Regions from separate parts of the Ovis aries genome. Here region 1 is linked to region 2. A link is a contact called in public Hi-C data. All regions are on one chromosome and are shown on one strand. Each heading gives the region's core, a stretch centred on a gene start, on an enhancer-like site or on the middle of the called end of the contact. The rest is flanking DNA. Distances are from core to core; before and after follow the strand shown.

Evidence for each region. Hi-C and Micro-C count contacts between places; a contact is called where the count stands out from the background.
Region 1: a Hi-C map of mixed tissues shows a contact between it and region 2, with 2.1 times the contacts expected there. The contact joins the enhancer-like site here to the promoter of G0S2 in region 2. A contact is called at or near these places in 4 of 16 Hi-C or Micro-C datasets (hypothalamus, liver, mixed tissues and 1 more).

Annotation. Positions count from the first base shown.
Region 1 is chr12:73,154,382-73,160,129 of ARS-UI_Ramb_v3.0, reverse strand. LAMB3 (laminin subunit beta 3) reads right to left here. Exons shown (of 23, transcript XM_042229264.1): 11 at 4,282-4,437; 12 at 3,815-4,011; 13 at 3,513-3,624; 14 at 2,392-2,770; 15 at 852-1,012; 16 at 493-713; 17 at 15-212. Among named protein-coding and RNA genes, the nearest start is that of CAMK1G, 47 kb to the left of the region's middle. Within about 2 kb of position 1,904, at least 5 of the 54 cell types and tissues checked have an H3K27ac peak or open chromatin away from gene starts, as enhancers often do. A contact at or near this core is called in hypothalamus, where this site is marked.
Region 2 is chr12:73,091,033-73,096,963 of ARS-UI_Ramb_v3.0, reverse strand. G0S2 (G0/G1 switch 2) reads left to right here and starts at 3,483. Exons shown (of 2, transcript XM_042229270.2): 1 at 3,483-3,600; 2 at 3,758-4,406. The coding sequence starts at 3,789. The coding sequence ends at 4,049. The region is part of intron 1 of LAMB3 (laminin subunit beta 3); the gene reads right to left.

The DNA.
Region 1 (5,748 bases), core at 655-3,154, 65 kb before region 2:
CTCGCCACACCTACCATCTGCTTGGTCTGCTGGAGCTGGGCGCCGAATGCCCGCAGCTGCTCGGCCACCTGCCCCGCCATCCGCAAGGCCCCGCCTGCCCTGGGGAGGGCTCCTCTGCAGCGGGAGCCACAGGCCGTGCCGTTGTCTCGGGGACAGAGCTCCCCGGGGCAGGCTCCCGGGGTGCAAGGCATCTCCCTGGAGCCCCCACAGAGCTGCAGAGAGATGGAGGTGTCAAAGGGGGTCCCCGAGGCTTTGCAACAACCACTCCCATCCCACACCTGGGAAGCCAACAGCCAACAGACATATCTGTGGCAACCGGGCCCCCAGAAACTGGTTGGCTTGGTTGCTGCTGAGCAGCCCAGGCAGGGGCTGAGGGTCAAGATGAGTGGGGTGGCAGTGGGGTCTATATGGCCCCCGTGGGAATGGCGGGGCAGCCGTTGGTGTGGGGCCGGAGGGGCCGGAGGGGGAAAGTCGGGTTCTGCCAGGCATCACCTGGTTGATAGCAGGCGTCAGATCAGGCACGGAGGCCATCTCCAGCCTCAGGGCTGCGAGCTGGGGACCACCGGCTCCTGATCCTCCTGCCACTTGCTGCTCCAGCCTCTCCGCCTCTCTCCGGCTATCCCTGAGTGGCAGTAACCGGCGGGAGCTGTCCAAGACCTGCTGAGCGGCCTGGGATGACCGTTGGTGGGCTGCAGTCAGTACGCGGAAGGCTCCTGGTGCAGAAGGGGAAAGAAGAGAGGTTCACTGAGCCAGCCCTGGACCCCTCAGGCCTGGAGGCGGAGGACCAGTGGGAGGGGAGCCGAAGTCTGGCCTGGTGTGGGGTCTCCACACTTCCCCCTCACCCCGCTCACCTGAAGGGTCGGCACTGCTCATCTTTTCAAACTGCTCCCTCTTGCTCTGATACGTGACGAGGAGGTGATTGAAGCTCCTGTCCAGACTCCCCAGGTCTCCCGGGAGGTTCAAGGTCTCCTCCTCCAGGGGCAAATCAAGCTTCAGGGCCTGAAGCGTCCGCCTAAAGTAGGGGGAGAAGTTTCCACTAAAATACAGGAGAGGGGCTGCCTCCCCAGACCCAGCCATCCCCCCAGAGAAAAAGCTACCAAGTCAGGAGAAACGGAGGCCATCAGGGAAAGCTGCAGACGGGAGAGGATTCTGCTGGGCTAAAGCCGGAATCGTCTCCCTCCATCCCTATGCAAGCAGATCCAGAAAAACCTCTCCCTCCTGGACAGGTGTGAGCCTAAGGCTCCTAGCTCTCCTCTGCGTCCCCACACCAGCTTCCACAAGAAGCTTCCTTGACCCTCTCCTCCTGGGGTCCCTACAGGCTGCCGTCAGTCATGCCTAGACCCTGGGCACCCAGGTCTCTCCTCTCCCCACCAGGGCTCCCAGAGCTGCTGACCCGCCTGTCCATTTCCGCCCAAAGCGGGGTCACCTGCCCTGACCCATGGTCACTGAGTATGCAGAGACTCCTCCCTCCCCGGCCCTCTGCAGCTCCACCCAACCAGTCCCTGCCACTAGCCTCCCCTTCTCCGCGGCCAACCTCTGCTCCACGTGCACCATCCTTCAGGAGGCCCCTCCAGGCTGGCACGCCCAGCCCATCAGATACCCACAGGCTCCCTGCTCGGCTCTGAGACCGAGGCCAACTGCACACCAGGGTGGCTCGGCCCCACCACGGTCAGCGAGTTGGCAAGGGCTCAGGGAAGGCAAAACTCATTATGAAAACTTTGGAACCAAACCTCACTGAGAAGAGGCCTCTGCTGGTAGGAGGGGGCTGTGGGTGGGACCGCTCCCGTTCCAAAGGCAAACACAAGTTATTTTCGGAGCCCTGCCTTTCACATGCCCTCCACCAGGGTGACTCATCCAGAGCTGACACCCGCAGGCAGTGCTGGGCACTTGGGCTGGTGCCTGTGCTCCTGGTCCCCCACTCTGCCCCTCTGTGGACAGCTGGTTCTGTCACGTCACCAAGCTGTGCCCGTTTCCTCACTGGCAAGACTGACGTAGTAACACCCATCCCACCAACCTCCCAGGACTGCAGCGACGGTGAAAAAGAGAGGTTTGAAAGGTTTGAAAAGGTTTCAAAGGTTTCAAAAGGTTTGAAAGTGAAATGTGGAAGTTGCTCGGTCTTATCCGACTCTTTGCAACCCCATGGACTAGCCCTGCAGGCTCCTCTGTCCATGCGATTCTCCAGGCAAGAATACCGGAGGGGGTTGCTATTCTCTTCTCCAGGGGATCTTCCCAACCCAGGGATCGAACCTGGATCTCCTGCACTGCAGGAAAGTTCTTAACCTTCTGAGTCACCAGGGAAGCGCTAGGAAAAGGCTTTGTAGATGGTAAAGGGTTGTAAGCAATATGGGCCGCTCTGTGGACCCCCACGGCTCAGTGGGGAGAGGGAATGACCTGATGGAGAAGATGGCGTTGGCCACCTGGGCCACCTCCTGCTCCGTGACCAAGGCGTCGCCGAGAGTGGCTTGGATCTGCTCCATCTTGCTCTTGGCGTCCTGCATCCGCGAGGCCAGGCCGTGGTCCTCCGGGCCCGGCCGGGGCCACAGGCCAGCGGAGGCGTTGCGGAGGCCGGCCAGGCGAAGGGCCCGCTCCCGGAGGCCGCCGTCGTAGGTCTGGAAGCAGGGATGGCAGGCCACACACACCGGGGCGCGGTCGCAGTAGCCCCGCTGGCACTGGTCACAGCGCGGCCCCGTCAGGCCGGGGCGGCAGAGGCAGCGGCCCGAGGCTTTGTCGCAGCCCGGCCCCTCGGTGCCCCGAAAGTCGCAGTCACAGGCTGGGGCGGGAGAAAAGATGGTCAGGGGCTGGGGGCCAGGGGCCAGGGAGGGCGAGAGTCTGCCGGGGAGCGCCCTGGAGAGGACGTCTGGCCTCGGGGTCTTAGGACTCAGAGAGAGGCTGTCAAGGCCCGAGCAGAACCATGGCGAGGGCGGCGGGGCTCACTCAGCAGCCCCTTCGTGCAGGCGCGGCCCGAGCTCCGCTCCCCGAGCGCACGCGCGAGCCTCTGACCCGCCCGCCGTCAAGGGCGCAAGCACCCGAGGCAGGGTGCCCCTTCCCAGGCTAGGAGGCCGATGCCCGGAGAGGGGGAGCAACCCCGCCCGGGGCGACAGGGCTGGGAACAGACTGGGGTCTGCCAAACTGACCCCCGCGGGGCTCACTTTCTGCATCCGCGAAGAGGGAGGAGGGGGCTTCTCCACAGCTGGGAGATGCTTTCTCAGGGAAGAGAGGCGCAAAGCAGCCCTCCTGTCACCGGGACACGGGCACAGGGGGACAGGGGGACAGGGCGACAGGGAGACACGAGGACGGGGGGAGCAGGGGGACATGCGGACACAGGGACGAGGGGACACGGGGACATGGGGATGGGCTAGCAGGGGACAAGTACTCTAGCGGGCTGCCAGGGCCCAGCCCCCGTGGACCAGACACCACAGACCCGCACGCCCCCCAGCACAAGCCCACCCGAGCCCGCACCCCCTGCGGCGTCTGCACACCCCCGCCGCCAGCCCCCGCCTCTCAGAACGCACCTCTGCACCCCGCGGCTGCCTCTCCATAGGTCCCGTCGGGACACTGGCGGATGGCTGCGGCACTGCAGGTCAGGCCCCCGAACCCTTCCCGACAGGCGCACTGCCCTGTGAACTGCCGGGGAGAGCCGGGTCAGCCAGCGGGACTCCCCGGCGCACCCCAGCCGCAGAGGCTCCCGCCAGCACGCAAGCTCCGCGGTCGGACCCAGGACCGCCCCGCCTTAGGCGCTCGTCTCCGGGCCTGCCAAGGCCGAGAGCCACAGGGAGGGACGTTGCGGGGGCGTGGGGGCCAGCCCGCGGTGTACCTGGTTGCACTGGGGGCCGAGGGAGTTGCGCGGGTCGCAGGCACAGGGCTCGCAGCCCCGGCCGCTGGCCAGCTTCCAGTGGTGGGGGGCACACTGGTCACACTTGGGGCCCACCACGTGGGGCAGACACACGCAGCGCCCCGTCTCCTCGTCACACGGCACGTCCCGCCGGGAGCCCAGGACACTACAGTCACAGCCTGCACAGGAGGGGGGCTGCTGAGCTGAGGGGAGGGCACCCAAGTCTGGTCCCCACCCCTCCCCCAGAGGACACGCATCAGGGAGACGAACCTGGCGGGGCGCTCCCCCGCAGAAAACCTAGAAAACCAGGCCGCCACGCTTTCCCGCCAGTCCCAGCACCTGGCCGCCTCCCCGGGCGGGCTCTGTCCCCGTTCTGAGCCAGGCCTGCACCCGGCTCATGCGCAGGGCCGCCTGCCCTGCCCCAAGGCAGGCTGGGACCCTCTACTCACGGTGGCAGCCCTGCGGGTTGGAGAAGGTGAGCCCCGTGAACCCCGGCTTGCACAGGTCACAGCGCTCCCCCTGCACGTGCTCCTTGCACACACACTGGCCAGTCACTGGGTCACAGGGCGCTCCTGGCACCGCCCCATCCGGGTCACACTCGCAGGCTGCAAGACAAAGGCGGTGCGGGGGGGGGGGGGGGGGGGGGGCCAGAGAGGAAAAGCAGAGCATGGGGAGCACATTCTGGTTCAGAGTCTTATTCCCCTCCCCCCACTTCCTGGCTTACGACCTGACCACCTTAGTCAAGTTATTTAAGCTGCCCTGTGCCTCAGTTTGCTCATCTATAAAATGGGGATACTTATGTAACACTCATAGGGCCTCTTATGAGGAATAAAGCAGGGGCAACAGGGCTCGGCTTGGCACGTGTTGCTGTGCCTTGATGTGCTTAGTCGCTCAGTCGCGTCTGACTCTTTGGGACCCCGTGGACTGTAGCCCGTGAGCTTCCTCTGTCCTTGGGATTCTCCAGACAAGAATTCTATCCCTTCTCCAGGGGATCTTCCCAACCTAGGAATCAAACGGGGTCTCCAGCATTGCAGGCAGATTCTTTGGAATTCATTGCAATGTGGATTCTCCTGCATTGCTAGCTGAGCTACCAGGGAAGTCCTTGGCACATGTTATGTAGTACGAAAGTTTCAGTTGGCATGATATACTGAACAAACCACTCTGTGGCCAGCACTGAGCTGGGCACTCTTGCATGTTGCCTTATGCAATCCTATCATAACCCTGAGAATTGACCATGCTTATCCCTGTTGTACAGATGAAGAAACTGAAGCTCAGAGATGTTCTAATAACATACTCAGGTCATACAGCAAGTAGTACTGGAAACAGAAGTCAAACTCAAGCTTTCTCATTCTTTCCATAAGCAGATAATATCAACAGCAAGTGAACCAACTTTCTTTCACCCTAACACCTGGGCGCCTTTCATAGCTTTCAAAATAGAGACTCTTACTTCTTCTGGAAAGTTTTGCATGATTAATCCACCTGAATCAGAGTGCTTTCGATTCAAATTGTACAAACTCACTGGCCCTCGCTGCATGCGTGCTAAGTCGCTTCAGTAGTGTCTGACTCTCTGAAACTCCACAAACTATAGCTTGCCAGGCCCCTCTGTCCATGAGATTCTCCAGGCAAGAATAACTAGAGTGGGTAGCCATGCCCTCCTCCAGGGGATCTTCCTGACCTAGGGATTGAACATGCATCTCTTGGGGCCCCTGCATTGCAGGTGGGTTCTTTACCACTGAGCCACCCAGGAAGCCCCATTGACCATTATGGATGTGTTTAGTCACTCCTGGGGGACTTATATTTCTTCAGTAAACATTTCTGGAGCATCAGTTATTTATCTGTCCTTGTGCTAGGGCCCAAGGATACAAGAATAATCCCTGCCATAGAGGAGTTCTTAATGCTGGCAGAAACAGAAAAAT
Region 2 (5,931 bases), core at 2,234-4,733:
TCAGGCAGGAAGAAGAGGGGCAGCAGAGGTGAGTCACGAGCAACAAGAAGGAATTGCCTCTTGGGCTGTGCAAAACCGGTCTGGGGAACAAAGGCAACTTGCTGGAGAAGATGAGATGTGAGGTTGGGTGAATAGGGAAGATCAGACAGTAGAGTTCCTGGAACCAAGAATATTGACCAAATAAACTGAACATGCAGAATCCAAAAGTTCATCACGTGGGCAATGAGAAACCATCCAGGCTTTCAAGAGGCACTTAAGTATAAAAACTTAATTTTAGGAAGATTTATTTGGTGGTAGTGTTTGATGTGGATTAGAAAACAGAGAACAAAAAACAAAGGAAAAAAAAAAAACTGCCCCCAAAGGAAAAAAAATACACAAATAAACCCTGAATGCTTCTTTGAGTATCTACTAAAAGTCTGACTGCAGGCAAACTTCATAAACATAGTCTCTTCTCCTGCCAGTCCAATAGGGAAGACACTCATTAACCCCTTGGACTGCACCATACCAGACTCCTCCGTCCATGGGATTTGCCAGGCAAAAGTACTGGAGTGGGGTGCCATTCCCTTCTTCGATTAATCCCATCGTTACCTATTAAGGATCTGCTATGTGCCAAGGATTATACTGGGCCCGGGGGATGCAGTGCAGAATAAAACAAAGTTCCGGTCTCCATGAAGGTTATCCTCAGATGAATACAGAAGAAAACACAGAAGCAAATTCATAATTACATCAACATAAATCCAAGCATGAAGCACCATGAAGGAAAATAAAGCAGGGCATTGGGCAGGGAATGGTAGGATAATGTGGTGTTTAACATTAATGCCCATGAAATGAAAGTAACTCAAGAATTTGAATAAACTCTGGTAAATACTGAAAGACAGAGGGGCCTGGCATGCTGCAGTCCAAAGAGTCAGACACGACTTAACGGCTGAACAACAGCAAGAGGCTCTGGATTGCCTGGAACTGTTTCAGTTTCAGCAGTGCAAATGTAGCATCTTCCAGAAATCCCTCAGCCCTAGGCAAAGGGTTTGTTGCCCTACAACTGTGACCTTCACTTAAATACCTTGTGTCTGACCTGCAGGATTCAACACAAGGTTTTGCATCTTTAAAGGGACATCAGCACAGTCAAATCACATGCTTAGCTTCCCAAGCGTTAGCCAAATTGCTACCCTGGTTGGCCTCTTCCCCACCCAGACAGAGGAGCAGAGTCAGAAATTCCTAGCATTGGTGACCTTGGATTTCTCAACCTTCTATTCCTACCATCTTGCACTCAGCCCTAGCTACCACCTAAACCAGGAACAGCAAATCCACCAGTGACCCCAGTCCTTGCCATTTGCTCCTTTACTCTGCCCAGCTCTGGCCAGCAAGCTGGTAAGACCTTCGGGGTCAAAGCTGGGTTATCAGAGAGAGAAACAGGGGAACTCATCTGAGGTGATGTGATGTGCCAGAGTTAGTCACAAGAAAGGGGAACCCCAAATAAATTACAGCTTGCTGACCTTGAGAGACGTGCGGCTTGTGTCTCTTGAGTTACAGAAATACCAGAAATGCTCACTGAAGTGTCAATTTTGGAGTTTTGGAGGCCAAAGCTCCAAGGGGCTGACTCACCCTCAGAGCAGAAACCACGTGAAAGTCCTGATATTAAGATGACAGCACACACTCATTCAGAAGTCACAGTATTTCAGACTCACATAGTTCTTGGGAAAGCTCACAGATCACTTCTGCTGGTTATTAAAGACCAAAATTGTAAGAAAGGTTCAAAGAAAATGCCCAAGACTGATATTCATCTCCCTGGTTACAGAAGCTTCCTGCCTGACAAGGTTAAAGGAATAATAAGCAGGGGACACGAGCTCCAAGAATCATCCCCATTTGGCCCCTGGTCACCTTGCCTGCTTGTGTACAGATTAAAATGTAGAATTTCAAATGAGCTCTTCAGGTAACCTTGCCCAAGCTGCACACACAAATCCTACTAACTGAACTACAGGGGTGAAGGGCAGGTGTTACTGTTGTCTTTTTAAACTCATTTGTCCAGGAAATTGCCTCAGACTCCCAAGAAAAATTACTGTTAAAACTTCCAACAAGCCCAATATGTAATCCCTGCAACAGCCCTTTCCGGGTCCCTCCCCTCGGGGCTCAGCCTGACTGACGTTGCCAGGCTATTGCAAGGTTGCATCACTGACCTTTGCAATTGTCTGGCCTGTCCAATTTCCCCATCCTCTCTCTGCCCTCTCCTTTTCTCTGCTTGAAGGGCTTTGGCCCAGGGCCTCTCCTTTTCCCCTACTTGCTAACTAGCTCTTATATGTGAATAACCAAGGCTAAACCAGAACCCTCCCTCGCCTATAGTGATCCTGGTTAAAATCAACCCTACCTTCTTCATGCTTCCAAGGGTATTCTCTACTCCTTAGCTTCTTACCTTAACTGTCTATTCTCACCTTTCTGCCAAATGGAGCTGGTACAGCCGTGCTGCTCCCCAGGTCCAGGGAAGTGGGATATAATTATTGAGGGACGCAGCAAATATTTGCAGTTCAGGCCAGCAAACTTTCCCCAAGGCCCGTCTTTCCATGTTCACCTCGCCCCAGTGCTCAACTTCACGTCTTAAGTGCTAGTGGGGAGAGTTTGGATTTAATGGCAGTTCTCTGATACACAGAAGTACAAACCCCTACAGACACAAACATCATACCACACACACACACACACACACACACACACACATCTGTGCATAAAGGGCAGCCTCAATGAATAGTTACCCATCAAGTGACCCTAGCAATGCGAGCGCCCATGACTAAACCAGTTAGACCAGAGAGAAATGTAACTATAAGCACAAACTTCATTCCTTATGCAGAGCCTGGAGACCCTTTCTGTTTTCATAACCGGAACCCTCTCCTTTCCTTGTACCTCAAATCCCTATGCGTGCGGGAAGATGACAAACTTTCTTTATGAAAACTAATTTTTCGGTTAAGTAGAACCCCAGCTTCCCTTGAGAATCCGCCTGCAATGCAGGAGACCTGGGTTTGATCCCTGGGTTGGGAAGATCCCCTGGAGAAGGGAAAGGCTACCCACTCCAGTATTCTGGCCTGGATAATTCCCTGGACTGTATAGTCGATGGGGTCGCAAAGAGCCGGACACGCCTGAGCGACTTTGACTTCACTTTCAGGCGTCCTCACCAGGGGTCCTTCCAGACCTCTCCGGATGAGGGAAGCTGTGATCCACCCACACCATTAAGGAGGTCGGAAATGGGCGCGGATTCCTCCCAGGGCTCCGGGTCCTCACCTTTGTACATCGAAGCCCTCCTCCCCGCCCCCGGCCTCAGGCCCTCGCCCCCAGCCTCCGGGCTCACAATTGCAGGGAGGGTGTGCACAGCTCGTGGCCGCCACCCCAAGGTCCCTGCCCCGCCTCTCCCCTTCTTCCCCCTCCTCTCTCTGGCTGGCCCGGGAGCCCAGGAGGCGGGGCTCGGAGAAACAAATATAAGCGGCCCCGGGGGCGCTGACCAGGTGCCAGTTGCCGAGTCCCCATCCCGAGGCTAGGAGGAAGGCGAGGAGAAGCAGAACGCAGAGGCACGGGGCCCACGCACACGGCGATCGCCGCCCCAGCTCTGGCGGCGCCCCTGTAGGTGAGCGCGGCGCGGAGGAGCGCGGCCGGACGCGGGGTCCCCGGTGTGCCCCCCACTCCCTGCGGGCCTCCCCTCGAGAGAGCCGAGAGCTGCAGCCGGCCTTCGGAGGCTGAAGGTCCTCCCCCCCCCCACCCCGATCCGCTGCTCCCGCAGGTCACCCCCACCCCGAGAGCCCGAAGCCCAGATGGAGATGGTGCAGGAGCTGATTCCCCTGGCCAAGGAGCTGATGGCGCAGAAGCCCAGTGCGAAGCTGGTGCGAATGTACCTGCTGGGCGGCGTGCTGGCGCTCTTCGGCGCCGTGCTCGGCCTGATGGAGGCCGTGTGCGGCCCCTTCCGCGAGGCGACCCTGGCCGAGCTGGGGGAGCCGGCCCCGCGGGATCAAGGCAAGCCACTGGAGGCCGCCCAGGCCTGCCGGGCCCTGTCCAACCGGCTGCACGCCTCCTAGGAGCTCGGGGGCCGGCGGAGGGAAGGGAAGAGAGACCCCGGAGAGGGGCGAGTGAGCCAGGGCCGAAAGGGCAGGCTCGAGTGGGCGTGCTGTGCTGTCTGAACTTGCTTCTGAGAAGCCACCGACTTCTAGAACTGAACTACCACGCGGATCCGCCAAACGGAGCTTGGGACTGAGTTTGCTGCTGTGCAGCACTGCAGGAAGATGCCACGTCCAAAGCTAGGTACCTTCCAGCCACCTGAGTGCATCTAACATTTTGCACGAGGGTGAAAGGAGAAACGCTTTTTATATTATTGTTGTTGTTGTTGTTATTATTACAGTGATTGCGTTTTGAAATAAAAAACCGTTTTGTATATATCTCAGCATCTGATTCCTGAGGGGGGTGGAGGAGGGCACAGTTACCTACCATGGACTGCGGGGGGTGCTGGCTTGCTGGGGTCTTATCTGAGGCCAGTGGACTGAGCGTCCAGTGAAGACCAGGCAACTTTTGCTTCACCGCCCCCCGACTCTGATATTGATGTTACAGGCTTGTAATCCTGTTGAGAATTTATTTTTGCTTTGTGTTAGGAATGGCAAGACAGAAGCTTTTTCGAAGTCCCACCAGACTTAGCATTTCAAGCTCAGAAGATAAACAAGCTAGAGTAAGTGAAAGAGAGATGCTGTTTAACTCTAGGGCAGAAAACCTGTTTGCCATCTCACACCTGTGCACCAGAGGGTCCTGTTAACAGCTCTTCCTTCCTAACTGTATTTGGGGTGGCGGGGTGGGGGCGGGGTGGAGGACGGCGGGGCGGGGCGGAAAACTAGCTAGCTGCAAGGAGAAGAGGGAAGGCGATCTCCCAAGAACATTTCACTGAAAGTCTAGCTCTACCCAGGCTTCCTCCTCACAAACTGAATCACAGTGGGAAGCTCTCATTTAAGAGGGGGAAAGACTGGTTATCACAGGCTTGAGTCCCCTTCCTCCAGAGACAGAGGTTCGTTTGTGCTAATACCTAGTCTTCGTGGCTCTGTAGGGCTCAGCATATCAGCATAAAAAGTGATAAACAGTGGCTCTTAAGAAGTAGCTAGGGGCAGGAGCCTGAAGCCACTCTCCACCTGCCCTCACCATTTCACTCTCACCATCCATGGCTGTGGATTTTTGCCAAACGTAGCAAGGATCCTGCCATTGCCTCTGACCAGACTGTCCCTCCACCACCACCCTCTTCTGCTCCCCCGCACCTCCCCCCACCAACACACACACCCTTTCACTTTATTTCTGCCAGCTCACATCCTACCCCTCATCAAGTGGCATGTCTGCCTGAAATCTATCTTGATCACTCCAAACGAAAGAGCAGTGAGATTAATCAAGAGAAAAGACATGGATTTAAAGCAAAAGAATAGCAACGAAACCACTGTTGTCCCAGTTTTCAAAATGGGAAACTTGGTCCTGTATTAAGGAGACATATGGCACCCCACTCCAGTACTCTTGCCTGAAAAATCCCGTGGATAGAGGAGCCTGGTGGGCTGCAGTCCATGGGGTCGCTGAGAGTCGGACACGACGGAGCGACTTCACTTTCACTTTTCGCTTTCCTGCATTGGAGAAGGAAATGGCAACCCACTCCAGTGTTCTTGCCTGGAGAATCCCAGGGACGGGGGAACCTGGTGGGCTGCCGTCTATGGGGTCGCACAGAGTCGACAGCAGCAACTTCGTCTTAAATGTCCAGAAAAGGTCTCAGTTCACCCCATCTTATTCTTCCCGTTTTCCTTCCCAAGCACCTCTCTTACTCTATTATTCTTCCACTGATGCAGCCGCTCCTTGGTCCAGCTGTCAACATCTCAAACCGCCTCCCGCAGTCTCTAGTATATTCACCTCAAAACACTCACTGCGGGACCGGGGTTTCACCCT